2 separate regions of the Sus scrofa genome follow, and region 2 is linked to region 1. A link is a contact called in public HiChIP or PLAC-seq data. All regions are on one chromosome and are shown on one strand. Each heading gives the region's core, a stretch centred on a gene start, on an enhancer-like site or on the middle of the called end of the contact. The rest is flanking DNA. Distances are from core to core; before and after follow the strand shown.

The links. HiChIP or PLAC-seq counts read pairs in DNA pulled down with a chosen protein or histone mark.
Region 2: an H3K27ac HiChIP or PLAC-seq map of alveolar macrophages shows a contact between it and region 1. The contact joins two enhancer-like sites. A contact is called at or near these places in 2 of 2 datasets of contacts at active chromatin or transcription factors (alveolar macrophages and skeletal muscle).

What each region holds. Positions count from the first base shown.
Region 1 is chr5:61,860,691-61,864,652 of Sscrofa11.1, forward strand. CLEC1A (C-type lectin domain family 1 member A) reads left to right here. Exons shown (of 6, transcript XR_002344110.1): 2 at 1,936-2,104; 3 at 3,894-3,962. Among named protein-coding and RNA genes, the nearest start is that of CLEC1A, 14 kb to the left of the region's middle. Within about 2 kb of position 1,986, at least 21 of the 83 cell types and tissues checked have an H3K27ac peak or open chromatin away from gene starts, as enhancers often do. A contact at or near this core is called in alveolar macrophages, where this site is marked.
Region 2 is chr5:62,172,356-62,176,317 of Sscrofa11.1, forward strand. No RefSeq gene overlaps it. Among named protein-coding and RNA genes, the nearest start is that of CLEC2D, 53 kb to the right of the region's middle. Within about 2 kb of position 2,121, at least 24 of the 83 cell types and tissues checked have an H3K27ac peak or open chromatin away from gene starts, as enhancers often do. A contact at or near this core is called in alveolar macrophages, where this site is marked.

The sequences.
Region 1 (3,962 bases), core at 736-3,235:
GCCTAAAAAGACAAAAAAAAAAAAAAAAAAAAAAAAAACAACAACAACAAAAAAACGGAAAGCTAGGTCACTGGAAGTAGGCTACCAGTAACATATCCGAGGATTGATCAGCACAAGGATACAGGCAGAACTAATGCAAAGGTACTAAGATTTGCTTGGATCTAGGGTAAACAGTGACTAGTGCATTTGAGTGAGAGAAGAATAATTCAGAAACAGATGAAAGCACTAGATAGGGTCCAGATGAAAAGATTCTCGTAGAATTTTATTCTAAGTGCACTAAAACTATTGCCAGTTTTTAAGTCATGAAGTAACATAATACAATTTCCACTTTAAAAATAAATCTGGGTCTTTAGGAAAAGTAATGCAGATCTTATTCTAAAAATAAGGATATGATTATAAAGAAAGTTCCCATTGTGGCTCCTTGGGTTAACAACCTGACATAGCCTCCATGAGGATGCAGGTTCCATCCCTGGCCTCACCAGTGGGTTAATGTTCTGACATTGCTTGCTGCAAGCTGTGGTGTAGGCTGCAGATGTGGCTCAGATCTGGCATTGCTGTAGCTGTAGGGTAGGCTGCAGCTGCAGCTCTGATTCAACCCCTGGCCCAGGAATTTCCATATGCGGCAGGTGCAGCCATTAAAAAAAAAAAAAAAAAAAAAAAAAAGGAAAAGAAAAAAGATCCACATTCTAAAATATATCAATGTCTGCATCCAGATTTTTATTTATTTTCCCTGTTAACTTGTAAGTCTCAAAGGATAGTGGTCATATTTTCTATTCCTATACTATCTCTACTAGTTATAATTCCCCACTTGGAACTAATGTTTAGCACAGATCTCTGTACCTGAAATATATCATGCAGAGAACTTTGCTAAAAAAGGAAATGAATGTATGTGCCTTTAATTTTTCTGCTTGAGAACTTGACTTAAATTCCCGATGAAGTGAAATTCACAGGTTGTGAAGAATTTGTTTCAGGGTTTTCCATCCCTCTGTTTTATTTTAACCACAAATCCCAGATACTACCTGACTGGGGGTCTTCCTTGTCAGGTATTTGTGGTCATTCAGATCCATAGCTGACCTCACTAGGTAATGGGTTTACTCTGGACTCAGAGGAGCCTTTGCAATCTGCACAAAGGCAAGGGCAAGGGAAGGATGCTGGCAGCAGGTGATCACTTGGATCACTTAGAAGATCATTTAGATCCATCCTTGGGAAATAGATAACCATATTTATTTTTTAGTCTGTATTTATAATCTATTTTTGGAGCTAGAGATCAAAAGAATGAGCAGACAAAATCCCTATAAAAGTGAATCTTCCTATAAAGAAATTCCCCAAAGAAACAGTAAAACAATCATTTGCCATTACTGATATGTAGTTTGCATACCAGTTTATTAGATATAATTATAGATAGAGAAATGATAGATATAGATATTGTAGATAGAGATTGATTATAGATACAGATATTATTATAGCTATTATAGATAGGGTATATTAGAAGAATCATTTGGGGAACTCGGGAGGGGGTGTTTTGCAGTAACAACGAATTAATTCCACTTGTTCTCTGATCATGTGAAAAATTGTTCTTTGTTAAGCCATTTTTTTGAGAGTCTTTCACAACTCTAATTTTGACAAAAAGAAGGTTATACACACAGCCTTATAGAGATAGTGTACAAAACTTGAATCAGTGCAACGTAGGACTGGGTGGATGGGGAGGGGAGGGGAGGGTAGGGCTTGTGAAAGAATCTAGCTGTGATAAGTGAGGCTTGGCATGGAGCCCTGTGGCCACGTTTCCAGGACAGAGGGAGTGTTATCCAGTTCATGAATACTGTTGTCCGGCAAATTCTGTGTCTTCCCAGAACCAGCTCCTCTCACTCACATGCTGCTGACATGGATCCAAGAGGAAGACAAAGTGAAACCCTGTCTTTTGTCTTGTGCCTGCAGAGCACCGGCCTCCCTCTTCTGCTTGGCGTCCCGTGGCCCTGACCCTGCTGACTCTGTGTTTGGTGCTGCTGATTGGCCTGGCAGCTCTGGGGCTTGTGTGTAAGTCTGCGCCTTGACTTGGGAGCGGCTCCTGGTGTAACCGAAACGAAGCCTCTGTACACTGGCATCAGTTAAGTCTCGGAGACAGAGTTTGGGGTGATGCAGAAAGAACAGCTTTATGGCTTTGCCAGGCAAAGGAAGCCACAGCAGGCTTACACCCTCAAAACTGTGTCCTGCCTGGAGAGCAGGGGGTTTTATAGGGTTAGCTTGAAATAAACAGGGCTTTGATAAGGATTAGGGTGCCTGCAGTTTTCTCCCTCCATAGATCATTTCATTGTCATCAAGGCTGGCGTCAGGGGATCTGGTGCCAGTTTCTGGTGGTCTTTGGGGTTATCGCACCTTGACCTTCTCTCTGCAGGGAAGATTGCTCAGAACAGGAAGAGGGTATTAGGGAGTGTCTCAGAGGAAACGAAAACACCAGGTTCGATGTAACTCTAACAAGAAAGTAACCATTAGTAACCAGTTAGCGGGCCAAGGCAGGACCTAATGGAGACAGCTGAGACTGAGGGGTGGCCCGGGAGGCTAAAGGAAAAGCCTTTTACTTCAAAACAGAAGAACTCAGGGGTTTGTACACAGTTTCACTGGTTGCAAGATTTGTCTAGGATGAGAAATATTTGTTATGAATTTTCTTTCTTTTTTTTTTTTACTTTAATTCTGGAGCCTCTGAAGAAGTCAATACGCCTTATTCTAATGCAATTCAGTAAATGATGAATATAATGGAAGAAGCACAAAAATACACCAATCACTTACCAGCTAGACTTTTACATTCTATTTGAAAGGTTTTTGCCGGTTGGTTGATAGGACAATATTTAACGTCAGCAATTTTTAATGAATGTATACCTCAGCCCTCTTCCATTCACAAAAGAGTGCAGCGGCAGCGGTTTTTGCTTTTAGCATTCGGAGCTCAGTGGGCTAAGCAGAGAGAAATATTTTTTTATATCCCGCCCCCTCCATGTAAAGAGAAGAGACCAGGACTTTAATCATGATTACATTTTTCAAAAAGTGCAGGAAGTTATAGAATCATTTTGCAAAGACTTGTGAAAATCAAATAAGGAAGAATTCACATATGAAAGTCTTTAAATTTCAAGCTAGTTAAGGACAAAGTAAAAAAAGGAAGTGGGTGAATTTGTTTCATCAGATGGAGACCCTACAGCAATATTTCCTGAACAGGTGAAAACATGGTTCAAGGTAAAAGATCACATAGAAAAGCAAGTTTTAAAGTAAAAGTTTTTTTTAATAGAAAATTTTAGAACTTGTTTGTAACCTTAAATTTTGAAATTAAAAAATATGTATTTCTTAGTGTTTCTATCCTGATCCCCCAATTTTTACTTCATTTTGATGTAAGTATTGTTTTGCAAACACCATTCTTTTTAGTGGTATAAAGTAATTCCCATGATTCATGAAGGATTTTTCTACTTAAATTTAGAAACCTGGAGTTTAAAGCTAAGTGTTGAAATTTTCTACCCAAGTGATATTAAGAAAGTCACTTGTTCTCACTGAGCCCAATTGCAAAGCTATAAAAATACAGAAATAATAATATGACTATTTCAGCGACTGAATGGGATAATAATGCATGGTGCATTGTCACTACTCAATATAATCATCAGCGGATACTTGAATTTATTTATAAGTTTAGGTTGAGTAATGGTAAAAGACTTATTGAGCAGTAAATAAGGTTAAGGAATTTATCCCTGAAGTTAGAAGCTGTTATGATTCCACGCTTTCAGGTAAGGAAGCAGAGAAAATAATTTGCCCAAGGCAATACAATTTATTGTGTACTACAGTCCAGCCTTGAATATAAGCAATACGAGATCTCAGGATCTGGGATCTTAAACACCATCCTGTTTTGTCTTCCCTAGGTATAGAAAATAGAAATAGAAATACAAGTGAAGAAATAAGCTGTCCAGTCTGACTTGGTAACTTGGGTT
Region 2 (3,962 bases), core at 871-3,370, 310 kb after region 1:
TCCCAGTCCAAGGCTGATGAGCTCTGTTCCACAATCACCCCTTATCACCCCAGTTCAGCAGGAAGTAGCCAGAAAGACCATCACCCCTTTTCCCACAAGACTGTGGAATGGACATGGACAGTGGGGAATTGTAGTAGGGAATAACAAATCCGATTCCATATTATATCCGTTTCTTTTCCTTTAACCTTTGTACAGCTTATAGTATATATAATTGCCCATTTCAGGGAACCTGCCCCACCCCCCAAGCTTGACTCTAAACTAAAATAACTTTGTTCAGCTCACAGAGAACATTCTAATCCAGCCCACCCATGAATAGCTGCAGGAAAGAAGAAATTAAAACATCCTCTCTGGAGTTCCCGTCGTGGCGCAGTGGTTAACGAATCCGACTAGGAACCATGAGGCTGCGGGTTCGATCCCTGCCCTTGCTCAGTGGGTCAAGGTTCCGGCGTTGCCGTGAGCTGTGGTGTAGGTCACAGACGCGGCTCGGATCCTGCGTTGCTGTGGCTCTGGCGTAGGCTGGCAGCTACAGCTCCGATTCGACCTCTAGCCCGGGAACCTCCATATGCCGCAGGAGCGGCCCAAGAAATGGCAAAAAAAAAAAAAAAAAAAAAAAAACATCCTCTCTGAAGCCAGGAGATATTTGCAACAACTTATGACATATTGCCTGTTTTAGAAAATTGTTGCTTCTTGCATTGACAAATGTGTGACTGAGCCTCTGATAATACATAGTTGCATATGAGATCCATGATTGTAATTGTGTAACTCTGGATATGGGAAGAAGCAACAAGAAGGACTATTTTCCTGAACCATAAAAGACTTGTAAGATAAGTGGTCTAGAGTTTTTTTGCTACTTTTTCTTTTTTTTTTTTTTTTCTTTTTTTTTTTTTGGCTTTTTGCCATTTCCTTGGCCGCTCCCGCAGCACATGGAGGTTTCCAGGCTAGGGGCTGAATCGGAGATGTAGTCACTGGCCTACGCCAGAGCCACAGCAACACAGGATCCGAGCCGCGTCTGCAACCTACACCACAGCTCACAGCAACACCAGATCCTTAACCCACTGAGCGAGGCCAGGGATTGAACCTGAAACCTCATGGTTCCTAGTCAGATTCCTTAACCACTGAGCCACGACGGGAACTCCTCTCCACTGTTAAATAAGGCCTAGTCCAGTAATAACACACTGAGTGGCCTTTCAAAGCAATGGTCACCTGACTTGGGAATGAGCACTCCTGGCACCATGGGATGAAAGGCCCCCCAAACCATGGTCAAGTTTATGACACTAAAGGGGCCCTGACAACTAAAATTTGGCACTTGTCATCTGCCTCTACAAGGATTTCGGTCACTAGCCACTGCAGTCGCTGACCTTCAACACCCCCTGAAGGGAATTCAGGGTGGGTATCAGGAATGAGGCACTCTGTGCGCTCAGAAGAACTGATAGAACCAGCCTTCAGATAGCTAGATAGTTTCAGGAGAAGATTTTATGAGCCCCAATTCTTGCATCTTCTCTTATCTAGAAAAGCACTAAAATCATCAATGGTAACATCTACTTTGGCCATTGAGGAGAGAAATGCATTTGGAAGTAAAAATGGAGTAGCTGTGTTAGACTCAGGTGCCACCAGCCACTCTCAAAGCAGTGTCTGCTGATAAAACGGAGCAGGACCCTATGCGTATCTCTGTCAGGTTTGTGATTAACTTCTTTACCTAAACTTGTATTCCCTTCCTTGTCCAACACTTGTTCTCAAGATTTACCTCAGCAGGACCCTATGGGGTTTCCCTGGGGCAGGCCCTTCCCACATTTCCTGTGCTTTAGCTCCTCTCTGAATCATAACCTGTATCCTGTCAGAGGTTGACAGGAACGGCCCGACCTGACCTCCTTGGACAGCGACAGGAACAAAGGATTTCTAAACCAGGAAGTTTGCAACAACCAACCATACCCTTCCCTTCCCTTGCCTTTAAAAATGCTTTGCAATTTTGGTTCAGGAAGTTCAAGATATTTGGGAGGCATAAGCCACCCATTTCCTTGCGTGGCTCTGCAATAAATTTTCTCTGCTCAAAACTCTGATGATTTGATTTGTTTGGCCTCACTGTGTGTCGGGCATACACAGGCTTGTGCTAACACTTCTGGGAAAGTATCTGCTAGTGTGGCCCTCTGCCCAGATTCTGAGCACTTAACCCATCCCCAAGGTACCACTATGAGAAGAGTGATTCCCCAAATGCTTACTTACTTCTCTCCTGTTTCTCCAGTTCCTTGAAAACTTTCCAGTCCCTTTAGAAACATCTTGTTTTTTTTGTTTTTGTTTTTGTTTTTTTTGGTTTTTTTTTTTTTTTTTTTGGTTTGTACCCAGCTCTTCTCAGTATCAACTTGGTCTCTCTCAATTTGTATTATTATAAACAGAAGTACATACAAACTTTCAGGTTTATCCTTTTAACATTATTTCCTGATTTCTTTCTTTTTTTTTTTTTTTTTTGGTTAAACCGAAAAGGAAGTAAATTTTGATAAATTGCATGTTTTCTTGGAATTCTCACACAGCTGACAGAATGAATAACATTACTTTTACTATCTTGATCATAGCATGAAAACATAAAGCTACAGTTTATCACTCACTGTGATCCAGAAATATTGCAAAAAGATTTCAATAGGTCTCATTTAATTGGTCCAGCTAGATAATGAGGCTGATATTATTACTTTTATTTTAAGATGAGCTCTTTGAGAGAGGGACCAAGTAAGCTTGTTCTAAGTTCACTGTTGTGACAAGAGCCCACAATTAAATGATTTGATGTGGAAATTAGTTTGAAATTAAGGTAAGAAAAATAAAGGTCAAGTGTTGGCTCATGTGACATTTCTGGGTTAGTCTGTGAGCATAAAATCCTAGATTTCTATTTTAAACTGTGTAAATGTCCTTATTAGATGGATTGTGTGAATCCTGAGGCATATCATCCTGCTTTCTCTAAGAATTCCCCTCTTTATGAAAACTGAAAGCTGAGTGGAGTCACAATGATATGGTCACTCATGTACCATTTTGGTACATATTTTTGAAGCTTCATACCTTTGAATCACCATGCAAAGTCAGTTGCGAGTGCTGGAGAATGACAAGCTATGGTCTCTTTCAGGAAACCGAAAAGTTAAGTGGGTGTATATGATTCATTATGACAAAGTGCAAAAGGCAGCGAAAGGAATGATTATGAGAGCACGGAATGAGGTACTTACCCCGGGGACATTTTCCCACGGAAATGTTTAATAAATCTGCAAACTGAAGAACTGAATAGGAGATAGCTAAGAGAAAAAGTGAGGTGTTTGAGATGGAAGGAGAAGTGTTCCAGTTGAAGGACACTTGCATTAATTTATGCCCAAAGAAAAGAAACTCTGTCGTGTAGTTAGGAAACCATGGCTTGAGCACAAGTCATGAAAGGAGAAGTATGAGAAAATAACTTTCTAATGAACACAAGGGCTTTTTGTTATACTGTGTGGATTTAGATATCCTAACCCATATCCCTGTTAACTTATGAAGACCTGTATCTGATAGCTGATACCACACATAAGATACAGTCGTATGGTTTTACATGGTGTTTAGGGAGTTGCCATGTGAGGGGAGAGAGAGCACAGAGAGTTATTTTAATTCCACTGAGGAAAAGGGAATTTATTTTTCTTTTCCAAAAGAAAAACCCTTTTTCATTGGACCAATATTTAGTAGACAGAAATGAGTGACTCATTGACTGGATGTGAAAAGAGAAGAAAAAGCCCCTTCAAAGTCTCTTGAGACAGTCACTACGTCACTCAATAGAAGGAACTGTCTCAAGTGACTCATATAAAAGTAATATAATCAACGATATGAAATTACTCAAATGAGCTCATTGACAGCAATAGCTCATACACATGTATTCCCATTTGACCGCTGCCCACAGTCCCCTTGGACCTTTCTGCCTTTGACAACAGAATGGATAGTAGATGTATTTAATGAAAGAGGAA